2 separate regions of the Mus musculus genome follow, and region 2 is linked to region 1. The links are chromatin contacts, called in public targeted proximity ligation maps. All regions are on one chromosome and are shown on one strand. The core of a region is the stretch at or near the end of the contact, and the rest is flanking DNA. Distances in the headings are between cores, read along the strand shown. Region 1 overlaps Nrxn2 (neurexin II). Region 2 has its middle 96 kb from the start of Gm32245.

The links.
Region 2: a targeted proximity ligation map of pro-B cells shows a contact between it and region 1, with 5 times the contacts expected there. A contact is called at or near these places in 6 of 130 datasets of targeted methods (the NIH/3T3 cell line, astrocytes, embryonic stem cells and 3 more) and 1 of 9 other capture datasets (adipose tissue).

Annotation. Positions count from the first base shown.
Region 1 is chr19:6,443,870-6,451,470 of GRCm38.p6, forward strand. Nrxn2 (neurexin II) reads left to right here. Exons shown (of 23, transcript NM_001205234.2): 4 at 4,386-4,415; 5 at 6,659-6,730. Among named protein-coding and RNA genes, the nearest start is that of Gm14965, 29 kb to the left of the region's middle.
Region 2 is chr19:6,659,557-6,666,882 of GRCm38.p6, forward strand. No RefSeq gene overlaps it. Among named protein-coding and RNA genes, the nearest start is that of Gm32245, 96 kb to the left of the region's middle.

The DNA of each region.
Region 1 (7,601 bases), core at 1,097-3,596:
GCTCCCAGCCTTCTGCCTTGCTGTGAAGGGAAGAGGATCTCTGGGAAGAGATGACAAGGGGGGTGTGAAGGAACATAGCTGGTACTGTTGGACGCACTCGGAAGTGAGTAGGTAGACACGGTTTTGCCCAGTTTAGGAAGTGTTATAGTGGCCATGTAAAGAGAGTCGGGGGTGGGGTGACAGGGTTGGCTGCTGGCCTGTAGCCTGTGCTGCAGAGAGTCCGTGCTGCTGCAGGTCAGTGGGAGTGTGGTCGAGTATACAGGCAGGGTGGGATCTGTCCCATGGTTGGGGGGTATGAGCAGGGCCAGCTCTTCTACTCTGCTAAAGCTGCCCATGGCTTGAGGAAGAGATCAGCTTCTTCGTTCAGCCCAGTCCATGGCAAGGGTGGCAGTTCTCAGATCTCTGTCCATTCTCTCTCTCTCTCTCTCTCTCTCTCTCTCTCTCTCTCTCTCTCTCTCTCTCTCTCTCTCTCTCTCGTCATTGTCTTTGCCTCTCTTTCTCCAGGGCTCTGTCTGTGGACCTCTCTCTGTCCCTCTCCTTCCCCAGCTGCTCTGGGTTCTGTCGTCCTTAGAAACTTTCTCTCTATCTTTGCTTTCCCCTCCGTTTCTTCTCCTTCTTTGGGGGGACTAAGGAAGGTTGAGGATAGATAGGGTGGCCTACCCTTGGAGGCTGGATTATGGTCGATCTTACAGGTTATCACAGTGACGCTGGATAAACGATTATGAGGGAAGGCTATATCCTGGTTACCATCCTGTTCCACAGTCCCCTATCCTGGGAAGGTAGTGGGTAGGATGCACTCTAAGACCCCTGGGCCTGGCCCTTCTGGGAAGAGCACAGAGACTCCAAGGATGTGTGAGTCCTGGGAAGGACAGGCAGTGAGGGCTACAGGTCTGGGTATAAGTGGAACCCGTTTTCCTTGTGGTATCCTCAGCTTACCTCGTCTGTTTCTTCTCTTCGGGTCTCCTCGGGTGACCTAGTGTCTGTGTCTGCATCTGTGTTTGTGTGTGCACATCTTCTCTTGGCTTGGCTGTCTGTGTGGGCGTGCTGGGCACCAGCTTATTATTTTGTCCATGGAGTGGCGTGTGTCCATGTGTCTCTGGAGGAACCACCAGAGCTTTGTGTGTTTGCATCTCTGTGTGTCACTGTTTACCCAGTATGCATGTGAGAGAGAAGGAGAGAGAAGGAGAGAGCCTGCACATCTGGGTGGACACAGCCTTCTGAGGGCTGGAGATAAGATTTAGTGACTTTAACTTGCTCTAGATGTCTCCTCTGGAATAAAGGGAGAGATGGATGGAGGGAGAGAGTAAAGACAAGGGAGAGGAGAGGCTTGGGAGGAGGAGGGGGCACAGAGACAGGGAGAGGAGCAAGTGGTGGGATTAAAAAGAGCTGGGGGGAGAGAGGGGGGAGAGAGGGAGAGGGAGGGAGGGAGAGGGAGAGAGAGGGGGAGGAGAGGAGAGAAAGGAGAGAAAGGAGAGAAAGGAGAGGAGCTTAGCAGGGAAGGCCTGGCTGAGAGGGAAGGGCAGAGGCTGCAGAGAAGGAACTTGGAGCAGGGAGAGGAGAGAAAGGCATGAGAAGATCAAGGGAAGGTCAGCTTTGGAGACCAGGGAATGAGCTCTGTGTGAGGTGTCCTGGTAACCTGCTGGTATGGATGTGGGCCTGAATATCAGCAATAGTGCAGGGTGTATATGGTGTGTGTGTGTACACAGGTAGGAATGTGGTCCTTCTGTGTGTCCTTGTGCATGTCTGTCTGTGTCTCTTAATTTTGCCATCTTTTTCTTTCCATGGCTGTTGTCCTGGGATCTGGGTGCAAGTCAGGGGTGAGACTGCAAGTGAGGACACAGGCTCAGCTGGACCTCCCTGAGGTCCCTCTTCAGATCTCTTGGAGGTTCTCTGTGCCTCCCCTTCTCTGTCCCTTCATGCTGGGATGCTAGGCCTAAGGGTTGGCTTCCTCTAGGAACCCAGGTATCCTGCCATGCAGTGCCCTGAGCGCCTCCATTCTTTCCTTAATCTCTTCCGAGCAAGGAGAGGAGACCCAGATTAGCCAAACAGAATACCCAAGGGAGGGCCTTTGGCATTGACGTTCGTCACTGCCAGCCTGTAGGAGGAGTGGAAGGAGGGGCAGGATGCCACAGGTAGTCATGGGGGAGAGAGCACCCCAGGGGTACTGGGGCCAGGGTACAAAGAGCAAGCTATAATTGGGATGGGAGAGGAGACAGGTTGTAGGGAGGGATGCCTCTGTCATCCGGTCATCTGAGGATGAGCCAGGAGTAGACAGGAAGGGAACGGGTCTCCCCTCACCAAGATGGCTGGTGCTGTCACGCCTGAGGGAGCTGAGCAGCTGGTTGCCTTGGTGACAGAGGGAGAGTGCCGCATGCTAATGAGGCTGGCAGAGAGCTGGGCAGCGGAAGGGTCTTGAGGGTAGCTGTGTGGCTTCCTCCAGCAGGAGTCAGGCCTAAGGGGCTGTAGGTGCTGGTGGGGGCAGAGGACAAAAAACTGAATCCATGGGCCCTCGAACACTGGACTGAGGGCAACAGAAGCCTGGATTTCTAAGAGTAAGGCCTCAGGGCAAGGCTGCTGCTGACAGGCAGAGTGGGAGGAGGGTTTGGGGCCTGAGGTTTAGAAGTGGGGTGCTGGAATTTTGTAGTCTAAGCGTGAGTGGCAGGGTAGGAACTATTTGAAGCAAGGAGTATAAAGACAGCCAAAAAGCTGGAGACCCTCCCAGTGCTTTGAATAAATCCTGTGTCCTGAGAACTGTGTTGTCCTGATGCTGCCCCAGTTACTGTGGCCTCCTCCCTCAAGCTAGCCTCCGACCTAGAGGTGAGATAAAGGAAGAAGACACCAATGGAGATGGAGAGGAAGCTGCCGGGAGCCACATGGCTCTGTTTTCCCCAGGGCCCAAGCCCTTCCCAGCCTCCTCGGCTCCTGGGCACTGGCTACCCTGGTCCTCTCTGTGCCCCAGAGATACTTGCAGCTCTTTGATCTCCACACTGGCTTCAGTTTCCGGCTCAAGGTCTAGCATCTCATGCCACAGGAGCTGGGATGATTTACTGACAGCAGACTGTTCCTCCCCAGCCCTCTTTGCCAGACTCCACAGCAGGGAGGTAGGGCTGGGGTTGGGCAGGGAGCAGGGGTTGGGTAGGGCTAGTTGGTCATCTCAGGGATCCAGGAGAATCAGTTCTGTCGCTGGTCTGGTGCTGTCAGTCTCTCTGGGGCCTGGAGGCCTGGTGTGGCTCATTCTGGAATGACTCAGGTTGAAGAAGGTTAGGGTTGCCAGGGCTTGCTCACTGGGCTAAATTGTCCTCAGCAAGGGCCTGGCCAGGGAAAGGGGACCCGTAGCGTCATTTAGGCAGGAAGGGTTTGGATCTTTCAGAGTGCTTGGCCTCTTGCCCAGGGGTCTTGGCTGTCCGAAGGCACAGTTTCTAGATTCCCAGATTCTGAAAGAATCACAGCATCTTTTGATCCAGGGTTTCCATAGGTGCAGATGCCTTCTTCCAGCTTCCCTAGTTCTCAGAAACAAGCAGGTTTTCTTTTGGAACCTGCTCTCTCCATGCGTGGCTGGAATGGGCAGCTGGAAGAGTTAGGGCTGTAGAGGAGGCTTTTCTAAGTCCCAGTCTGGAGGTTTCCTTTAAGGCCCAGGTTTCTATACTACCCACTTTCCCGCAAGGTTATGCAGACCCCTGGTGTGTGTGCGCGTGCACATGTGTATGCATGTGTGTGTACATGTGTGTGTGTGTGCATGTGTGTGTGTGTGTGTGTGTGTGTGTGCATGTGATGGCTGGCGTCCCCTTGCCCACTCAATCCCACTCTAACGGGACACTCTCTCTCTCTCCAGGTGGCTCTGATTTTTGTGTTGTGTTTTATTTTCTCCTCCATCCGAATTGTTTTTTTCTCGTTGACCGTTTTTTTTTTTTTTCTCCACCTCCTGGAAGAAAAAAAAAAAAGAAAAGAAAAAAAGAAAAAAGGAAAAAGGAAAAGGGAAAGGCCGCTTCGCGCCGCCCCGCGCCATGCTGCTTCCCTTTCCTTTTCCTTTTCTCTTTTTTTTTTCCGGCAAGAAGAAAAAAAAATAAGAAACCAAAAAATTCTCTCCCCTCCCCTGCAGCAACGCCCACCTGCCCGCCTCCTCTGGCTCACACCTCTCGCCCACCCTCTGACACCCCTTCCCCTCCCTCTACCCTCTGTTTCTGCATCGGGCCCCTTCCCTCAGCTGCTGGGCTGGGGGCTCTCCCCCGATGTCTGTCACAAGTTAACAGGGTTTTAAATTGTGGCAGCAGCAACTTCCCCTCCCTTCTCTCTGGCGGATTTCATGACTCGTGTTTCTTTGTTTCTTTCCTCTTCTCTTTCTTTCTTTTCTTCTTTTCTTTCTTTCTCTTCTTCCCCTTTCCAAGGTCCGGCTCACCTGACGTTAAACAGCGAAGGTATGGTTTGAAGTTTTGGTTTCGTTTGGATTGGACTGGATTGCCCCAGACTGTGCCTGGCTTTTCTGTTCTCTCCCCCAACCCCTTCTCCTTCACCCCTCCTGCCTCCCTCCTTCCTTCCCTTCCCTTTCCCTTGGCCATTTCTTTATTTGTATGGGGGTGCCTGGCAGGGGTGGGGCTGGCCCTCTCCGTCCCCCTCCCCCCCCCACGGGTCCACCGTCCACCCTCACGTCACCTTGGTTTCTGATGTCAGATGTACACTCTCCTGCCGTTGTCTCCAGTCTCCTTGCATTTGTTTTCTCTCCATCTTCCTCGTGGTACATCTTGCTTTCTCTTTCTCATGCCGGTGTTTGATTTGCATCCACTCATTCTGCTCACTCTCTCTTTTCTATGAATGCGAGTAAAAAAGAGAAGGGCCTTCCTGGGCTGCAGAAAGGATTTGAGGCAACACATTCCTCTCCCCTGGCTGCTGTGGAAGATACCCCATTTAATCCCTGTCCCTAGAATGGGTTGGAAAGGGAAACTATGGGGCTGGAGGTGTAGGATCCTCCCTCCCCACAATTCCTCGCTCTCTGCCTTCCCTCCATTATCTTTTGAGTCTCTTATCGCTATCTGACAGTCGACCATATACCAGAGAGACAAATGACTGGCTATTGTGATTACAGAACCTCACCAGGAGGCATGACAGCCCCACCAGGTGGCATGATAGCCCTACTAAGTGGCTAGACTCTAATTTGTCCTTTAGCTTGCACCTACCCTTGGCAAAGTTCCTCCCACCAGTCAAAACCCCAGTCTTGGGGGCCGAGGCATAGCTAAGCAGTAGATTGTTGTCTTTGCATACTCGAGGCTCTGGGATCTAATCTAAGTATTGCAAGGGTAGAGGATACCTGGCATTAACCAACCTGGAGGGGAACCCAGGAGTTCTGACTGGTCCCCTCCAGCTGTGACCCCCTGCCATCCCTGTATCCACCTCTATTAGCACCCTTGGCGGCTCTGCTGTACCTGCCCAAGAGACAGGCCTGTGTATTTAACCGAGAGACGGTGGGACCACGTCTAGGCTGCAACAGAGTTTTGCCAAGATATGAAATTTGGGATGGATTTAGGTCTGATGAATATGGGCCTGGAATTTGTGGAGGCATGGGAAATTATGGCCAGAGGAAAGCAGGAGGAAGCCCATACAGGAAGTTAGGAGAAGGGTCCTGGCTGACTCCCTCACATCCTTCTTTCCTCTAAGGCCTTGGTTGGGGGAGGGCTGGCTGTGGCTCACCTCATACACTGAGGATGTTTGCTCGAAGGGTCCCAGAGATGCCTCCCCTCACATGAAAGCTTCTGCAGCTCAGATGTTTGTTTAGTTTTAGTTCTGGGAGCTGGGGACTGGAGTTGGAGGAAGAGCCCAGAAAGAAACTTCCCCTTTTATTCCTGAATTCTCCTCATCCTGTGGGTCTAGCGGTAGGGCTGGTTGCCTGGGAGCCAGGCTCCAGAGAGCACCTGTTCAGTGGTAAGGGTGGGTTAAGCTCAAGCCAGCGTGGAGCCCAGACATGGCAACCTGTGCCTCTGGGGGTGCTGGAGCTGGGCCCTGTGTGGTGAGCCAGGGAATGGGGCTGAGAACTGGTGTCTGAGGAAGATTTGCTTGTATATCCCCCCGAGCCCCGCCTAGCCGGGACCTCCTTGGATGAGCACAGCCCTTCTTCGAGTGTGGTGGAAGGACAGACCGGGGAAGCCCCAGAGTTTAGGTGGAGGCCATCAGAGCTCCCACTGCAGTGACCGAAGCAGTGACAGGTGGCCCATGAGAGGACAGTCCCTGAACAGGAGGGCTTTGTACCTGGATTGAAGTATAGCACGGGTGTAAGCCAGGCAGAAGCAGGTTGACAAGATTATTCTCTAACCAGCAGGAGATGTGAGCAGAGCCCAGGGAGGGAGGAGCATGAGCCCCAGGGATGTGGCAGTGGCCCCACAGGGTGCTCAGGACCTTGGTCGGTCTCCAGGACTGCCCTTCTCCCCTGACTTGGTCTCTTCACCCTAGACTGACTCATTCCTCACCTGAGGCTGGTGGCCTTTGGATTGTCACATGGCTCCTTCTCCAGAGACCCTGAAAGCCAGGGAATCCCCAGAGAAGCTCTCCTCCCTTGCCCATGCCTGCAAGCAGCACCTTTGTCCTGGATAGGGCCTCTGTCACCTCAAGAGACTGGGATGGGACTGGCTGCAAAGCCCCTGTGCCTGACTCCCCAATTCTGCTTCTCCAGTAGGGTCCTTACTGTTCTCCGAGGGGGGGGCCGGGAGAGGAGGAGCCGGCGATGTGCACCAGCCGACAAAAGGTTAGTGATCCCACGGTCCCCAGATAGCCCAGCCCTTGCCCTGCTGTAGGCTAACTGCATTCTAGAGGCAGAGGTGTCTTCACAGGTGCATGGCACCCTCCTGTGACTTGCCTCCAGGCCTGCAGTAGGTCTGCTTCCCACTGCCATTCCCAGGGGCACTGGTCCATGCCCTACTGTGAAGGACCACAACCTCCATCTCGTCCCCAGAGCTTAGCTGTCCTGATGACCTTCCAGAACACAGATGCTTGTTTCTATGGCAGCGGTCAGGCCCATCTCTAGAAAGGGTTGCTGTGGTGGAGGTGACAGGGTACCATCCTATTCCAAGAGCCTGCTAGGTGCCTTGCCTGGGGGAAACTACTAGCATCTGTGATCTCTGTGTGTCACCTATATTGTCCCAGTGAACCATGACGACATTTAGTGGCAGGCATCATTGCTTTGGTAGGTGGGGAAACTGTCAAGCCAGAGGCCAGCACAAGGCCCCTTAGTGTCTTAGAACACTGGGAGTCCAGCTCACTTGTTAGGCCAGAGGCAACCTCTCTCAGGGCTCTTTGCTGAGAAAAGTACAGGCCACCCTGACAACTCTCAAAGCTCTGTATCCAAGCCAAAGCCACATGATGTCACCTCCACCCTCCGACTAGTGCCCTACTGTCCGTCTGGGTTTGCACTGTCCCAAGACCTGCTCCGGCTCCTCGCTGTCTCTTAGAGCCAGGTTGTGAGAAAAGCAGCCATTCTGTCTTTGTGGGCTATCTCCCTGAACTCCTGGGCCAGCCTGGACACTCCTGGGTGCCCCTTTGTCTGCATCCCCTTAGGATCAGTCATACCACATCCTGCCTCTCTCTGCTGCCCATTCTGGTCCTGAGCTCCCCGAGGA
Region 2 (7,326 bases), core at 3,660-6,159, 220 kb after region 1:
CTCAGCCACATCTCCAGCCCCTAAATGGGAATTATACGCTGTCTACACTTTACCACAGCTTTGCTGTTATGAGGGGTTTTGTGTGTGTTTATTTAAAATGAATTTGTTTTATTTATATGTATATGTGTGCATCTACGTGTGTGGGGGATGGGGGAGTCATGTGTGTTCTGGTGCCCACGGAGACCTGAAGAGCACACTGGAGTGTTATAGGTAGTTGTGAACTTCTTGAGAGATGTGGTTGCTGGGAACCAAACCCTCACTGCTGTGAGGTGCAGTGCTTGTCTCAGGAGCAACCTCTCCCTGAAGGACAGCAACAGGCTTCAGCCTAGAAGCCAGAGCCTAAGAGATGCTAAATCTAGGCAGTGCTGTTCTTCTTGGATGTCAGATGATCCCTGCCAGACCTCCTTTCTCACAAAGTGAGCCCCAGGTCCATGATTTAGGTACTTTTCAAGCTCTCAGAGAGAGGTTTGGCTTGAGACCCTAAAGGCCAGAAGAAGCCTTTAGGTAGCAAGTGGGCTAATGCGATGGCTCACCACCCTCCCCAGGATGGAAGGGATGAGATGGAATAGGCTCTCTGCACAAGTGGCTGTGTGTCCAGCTCAGTGTGATGGTCTCATGCTGGGGCCTTGGGGGTGGTCCCAAATGGCTGACAGGGCAGATGTGCTGAGGTGACAGTAGACACCCATGCTCCTGAGCCTGTAGGAAGCCATCATCTCTACAGTGGCTGGAGATAAGGCTGGCTGCTCAGCCCAACCCCTGCCACGCTGTGCGCTCATCTTGCTTCAGGTCCCTCTACTGGGCTGACACCTTAACCAGTCTTCGTTATCTCCGAACTTCCTATACTGCGCTTTCTAGGCACATGTCTATCCTGATAAGCCCCTGAGCCCCCACGCACCCTTACCCGCCTCTGTCTCCACCAGCAGCAATAGTAGACAAGCAGGTTCCATCTGGCACTCTGCCCACGGGCTGGTAGAACCACCTAGAAGGGCATGTTCCAACAACCGGGATCAGTTTCCATGTGGATTCTACATCCAAACAGTTCCCAAAAGACCAGGATAACCCATTGTGGAAACCCTGAAGATAAATGTCACACCTCCTCTGTTCAGGAGAGCCTGTCCCTGGTAGGGCAGTGAGTTGACAGTCTCCATGGTGAGGTCACAGTACCTGGTCCAAGGCCATGCCCACCACAGAGAATGATAACGCAGGGTGGCTGACATTCTCTTCTGTGGTGGGATTTTGGAAACTGTGGTAGTTTGAATGAAAATGGCCCTCGCAGGCTCCTGTATTTGAATGCATGATTCCCCAGGTGGTGAAATTATCTGGTAAGGATTAGGAGGTGTGGCCCTGTTGGAGGAGGTATGTCACTGGGGAGTAGGCTTTGAGATTTTAAAAGCCCATGCTGTTCCCACTTAGAGCTTTCTCTCTCTGCCTTGTTCTTACCGTAAGAATGTAAACTCTCAGCTACTACTCCAGCCCCACGCCTGCCCACTGTCATGCTCACTGCCATGATAGTCACAGACTCCAATCCTCTGGTACCCTGAGCCCACATATTAAATGCTTTCTTCTATAAGTTGCCTTGGCCCTGGTGTCTTATCACAACCACAAAAAGTAACCAAGACACACAGTCTTTGCTCTCACACCCCCTGCTGGGCATCTGGGACCTATATCAGAACTACAAAGGAAGGCTATCCCACCCGACCCTCTCCTTCTTTCCTTCCTCTCACACCCTCTTGTGCTTGAAAGTCTTTGAAGCCCAGCAGCCCACTCCCTCCTCCCTTTACCATTCACAGATGTGATCCCCGCCCCCCACTTGCCCTTCTTGCTCCATCTCCCAAACAGCACCTGAATGGACAGGGTTTTCCCTTTCATGTGGTTGCTAGAGGCCATGGGATGCTCCTCCTAGCGGTGAGGTGAATGTATCCCCGAAAAGATGTCATGTAAAAGATGTGCAAGCATGGGTGTCAGGACCTCTTCTGGAGGTCACAGCCTTTGGAAGTCAGTTTTCTTCCGTTATGTGGTGCCAGGGATTGAAACACACACACATACACACACACACACACACACACACACACACACACACACACACACACACACAGGAGATTCTTAGACCACTGAGAAGTTGCTCTTAGGGATGATTAAGATAACTGCCTGAAGTCCGTTGGTAAGATAGTAAATGCTTGCACTTGGTCCTGCTGGAGCTGTGATCACTCAGCACTGTGTATGGCTCCTCCCTTCCCTTCCACCTTGAGGTGGTGTATGGCCAGAAGGAGCCCTCACCCAAGACTGCACTATGATCTTTGGGCTTTCAGCCTTTAAGACTCCTACCAATAAATGTTAGCCTATCTTGGGTGTTTCATTACCATAACAGCAAGTGGACTGATACAGGAGACCTCTGCAGGCTGGGAACTCTACCCTGTCCTCAGTCCTGAGGTTCTGCACCAAGTATTTTACCCACCCTCTATTGTGGAAGCGGAGGGTTTTCTTAGGTCCTGTAAGTGATGATCAGCCCTCCCTCCCTACTCTGCATCCTCTGCAAACCCCCCATCCCCCACACCATCTCCTGCAGTTCTTAACTACCAGGAACTGATGTAAATTTTACCCTGAATTTTGTCCCTGGCCATTACAAGTTGTAGTATAAGCAGCTATTCTGCCATCCTATGGCAGGGACCACCAGCAATGGATTCCCCATCACCACAATCAGGTCCCCTTCCCAAGGCCTGTCAACTGAGAAGGGTCCCATGAGTATAGATGTCCCTCTATGCAGGGATGCACAGCACAATACGGCTGCACATCAAACGCTACACAGAATGGATCCCTACTTTGGAATGCTTAGAAGCAGAGCCTGGGACCAGGGTTTGCTAGAGGCCAGCCGGCTGGGACAAGTCCCTAGAGGGTAAGGGCAAAGGTCAGGGAAGGGAGGGGCTCAATAAACACTGTGGATTATCTCTCTCAGAATGAGTGTTGAAGTTTAATCCCCATTATGAGAGATTAAGAGATACAGGGCTCTCCCTCCCAAGTGGATTAATCCACTCCTGTGATTAATGGATTGATGAGTTAGTTATCTCCAGAGTGGCCCTGTTATAGAAGCCAGCTGGCCAGATCTCAGGAGAGCCCTGCTTCTTGCCATGTGATGCCCTGTGCAACCTTGGGATTCTGCCAACAAGAACATCATAGATGCTGCCCCTTGACCTTGGACCAGACCCATGAGCCAAAATTAACCTCCTTTCTTGATTGCTTACCCAGCCCGTGGGTTTGTGTTATCAGCAACAGAAAAAGACTAAGACAGAAGGAATGTGACCTTAGAGCTAAGTCCAGCCCTGGACAGATCCAGGGAGGCTTGGGGACATCAGTTGTACACGAGACTTCTCCAGATCTGAGGGAGGGTCCAGCTTCCTGGCCATTGCATTAGTTAGCCATTGACTGTGGGCTATATCCAGAGCCTGCCAGACATGGCCCTCCGTGGAGGGCCCTTCACCACAGAAGGGAGATCTGGTTGGGATGCCAGGAGAAACTGCCAGACAGAGCACGTATGTCCCAGAGCGCAGCCGTCTCCTCTGCTGCCTCAGGCTTATCCACTGATCAATCACCATTCCACTGTCTCTGGTGCGTGTCAGTCACCCATCCAACATGTCCCCAAGTAACAGGGGACACAAATCAAGTTCTGAGAGATGCCTCACTGTGATGACACCCTTCTGGCTTCCTGGAGGGGAAAACAAAAAACAAAAACCTTCCCCATCCCAGCCTACCTCTGGGGTGCCACCCTGACAATCCAGGGGGGTCATCTAGGAGCCGAATGGCCGAATGGGTTCGAAGCCACAGTGTTTCCTTAAAGCCTCCACTAATAAGAAGCAGGTTCCCCTGCGACCCGAGCATGAGCTGCATTTGAGCCCTGAGCTGCACCTCTCCCTCCTACCCACATTTATTCTCCAAGCACTGCTCCTGCCCCCACCCCCAGGCAGTGGTGCTACACTGGGAGCCAGGAACCAAGTGGTCGAGAGCGCCATCTGGTGGGTGAGAGGGCAAGTCACTAGAAGGGACGGGAGAGCCAGGATTGCGATCCATCTATCCCCATGCCTTATCGCAGAGAAGGCTAGGCAAGGAGCTAGGCTGCAACGGAATTAAAGGAAAAAGAGGAAAGGGAAGAGGGGCCAAGGAGCTTCCCCGGGGATGCCTGGACACCTGTTCCAGATGCCTCTGCCTGCCACTCGAGGGAATGGCAAATCACCCAGGACACACCCAGGTCACGCCGAGGTCAGTCTCTGCCCTTTCTCTCTCTTCTGGAGCATTTAAATCCGGTTTTTGTTGGTTGGTTGGTTGACTTGTTCTGAGGCAAGGTTTTATTTAGCCATGGCTTGCCTTGAACTCCTGATCCTTCAGCCCCATTCCTAGCCCCCACCCCCCACCCCCACCCCAAGTTCTGGGACCACAGGCATGTGCCACCATACATGGCTAAGGGGTCATGTAAAAATCCATTTGCAGGCTCATAAGATGATTCAAAGTGCCACAGAGACTGATAACCAGTGAATTCAATCCTGGGGTTCCTGCAAGCTGTCCTCTGACCACCACCACACATATGCACTGTGGCATGAGCAGGCACGCATACAGATACACATACACCAGATAAATATACACTTATTTTTCTAAATTCTGTCTGTTTATTTACAAGAAAACTGGTAAAAAGGTTTTCAGAAAAGGAGCCACGGTCATCTTCACCATCAGCAGCAGTATCCCCTTTGAGAAGGTTCCAGCTAGTGGGGTGTCTATGTAACCTCTCAGCCCTTTAGGGATCCCAGAGTCTGCTAAGCTGGCTAGAGGGTGGACGTCCGAGCTCTGACCTTCCCCTGTGCAGACACATCTGTGGGGCAGAATGGAGGCACTACACGGCTGGAGATGACACATGCCCTGGGCTCTTGCCCTCTGGTTCTGAGAAGGTGAGAGGAAGTGGCTCCATCTGCCCAGGAACACTTGTTAAAGGCGTACAAAGAGACCACCAAGTCTTTCACTTCTCAATTTATACACTTCTCCAAAAGCGTGGTGGTATCTAGAGCTAGCGGGGCTTTGGGGTTTGATCTCATTTTTTTGTATTTTTCAAGTTAAAATGCAGTTGGGAGCCCCAGGCATTGTGTGCCTTGGGACAGAAGAACATGTCATCCCCTGTGAAGAGCAAGCTCGATCAAGCCTGCACTGGGGGGTCTGCACACAGCGCTGTGTGGGCGCCACGGATCCCTGAGTGTCTTGCCATCCTTGCCTTTCTCACTCCCATGGCTCAGCGGAGGACCTGCCACAGAGGCAGTCACAACCAGCAACCTAAAACAGGTGCTGTCTGGCCCTCCACAGAAAAGGTTGGTCACTGGGCCAATAAGATGGCTCAGCTGGTAAGGGCACCTGCTTCGAAGCCTGATGACCTGAGTTTGGTTCCAGGGACCCACCTGGTAGAGAGGATGATTCTGCAGGCAGTCTTCTCCGAACACCTCACACGTGCTGTGGTGTGTACTACACAAGCACGTGAACACAACCAAAAGAAATAAATGTTAAAAAAATAAAAGGAAAAAAAAAGAAAAGTTGGTGACACCTTAAAAATTACAACTACACAATTACATGGAAAAATTACAGTGAATTGAGGTCTATGACATGAAGGTCCCAGCCAATGGCACCCAGGCAATGGAGAGGGAGAACAAGCCGTTGTTCCCTCAACACAACAGTTCACAACAACAACCCTAGATGGAAGTGGAGGTGCCTACAGGTGCCAAGTGGACCAACATCCACACAGGTGATGGAGATCAAGCCTCCTTCCCCAGGGCAGCAGGAGAGGAGGCCCAGCTGAAGCCGGACCCTGCACAACACCAGAACAGGCAGCAGGAACCACAGCTTTCACAAATAGGAACTAGAAAGACAAAAAAGGGGAAATGCTATTAAAAAGCTCTAAACGTAGCTGGGGGGCCTCGGGGGGTAAAGGCAGAACGAGGCCTGATGACCTGAGCTTTTATCCTCAGGACCCACACGTTAAAGGGGAGAATCGACTCCTCCAAACTGTCCTCTGACTTCCACCAGTGCACATGCGTGTACACACACACACACACACACACCTTTAATCCTAGCACCCCGAGTTGAAGGCCAGCCTGGTCTATACAGTGACAATCTGCCTCTGTAAAAAAAAATAAAATGAGTAAACTAGCTAGCTAACTAAGATGAGTCGAGGATGATGACACAGGCCTATAATCCCAGTCCTCGGGAGATGAAGGCAGAAAACCAGAAGTTCAAGGTCGTCCTTAGCCTGGAAGCGACTTAACTCATGGTTGGGCTGGGCTTCATGAGACTATGTCTTCAGTTAACTCATGGCTGGGCTGGGCTTCATGAGACTCTGTCTCAGAGGGGAAAGGTTAAAAATACGAGTGGAACTTGGGGTAGTGGTGGCACACGCCTTTATTTAATCCCAGCACTTGGGAGGCAGAGGCAGGTGGATTTATGAGTTCGAGGCCAGCCTGGTCTACAAAGTGAGTTCCACGACAGCCAGGGCTACACAGAGAAACCCTATCTTGAAAAACCAAAAAAAAAAAAAAAAAAAAAGAGTAGAACCTGAGACATGAGCAGTATGCTGATTTATCTTTATTTTAATCATGGGCGTCATGTTTAAATTGTTTGTCTGGGGGGTTGTTTGTTTTCCAGGCAAGCTTTTCTGTAGCCTAGGCTGGCCCCAAGTTCTTCATCTCCCTACCTCTAAGATGCACCAGTCTACCTCAGTGGCTCAGGCAACACTTAGTATCTTCGAGCTCCAAATCCACGGATTTAGCAAACGTTTGAGCTAAACTATTTAAAAAAAAAAAAAAAACCCCAGCATTTGTACTAAATATGAACAGACTTCTCTGTGCCGCTATTCTCTATTTACATAGCATTTGCATAGTATTGGGTCTTAGCAGAAATCTAGAGCCATTTTAAACTATAAGAGAGGATGCACCTAGGTTATATGCAAATATCATGCCATTTTATGCAAATAAGCATCTGCAGATTCCGTTGTGGGGAGGGCACCCTCTGCAGATACTGAAGGGCAGCTTTGTGTGGTTTAAGTATTCAAGGAGAAGGTGTGCTGAGCGCTCCTTTAATCCCAGCCTCCAGGCTGAGGCAAGCAGATGGTCTGTAAGTTCAAGATCAGCCTGGTCTACACAGCAAGATCCAGGTCTACACAACAAGATCCAGGTTAAGAAGCGAGCCCTGTTTTAAACAAACAAACTATTATTTATTTAAGTATAAATATTTAAATCAAACAATAACTTTAAAGTTTTTAAGATACATGAAAGGCAAGCAGGACAGCAATGCCTGCAATCCCAA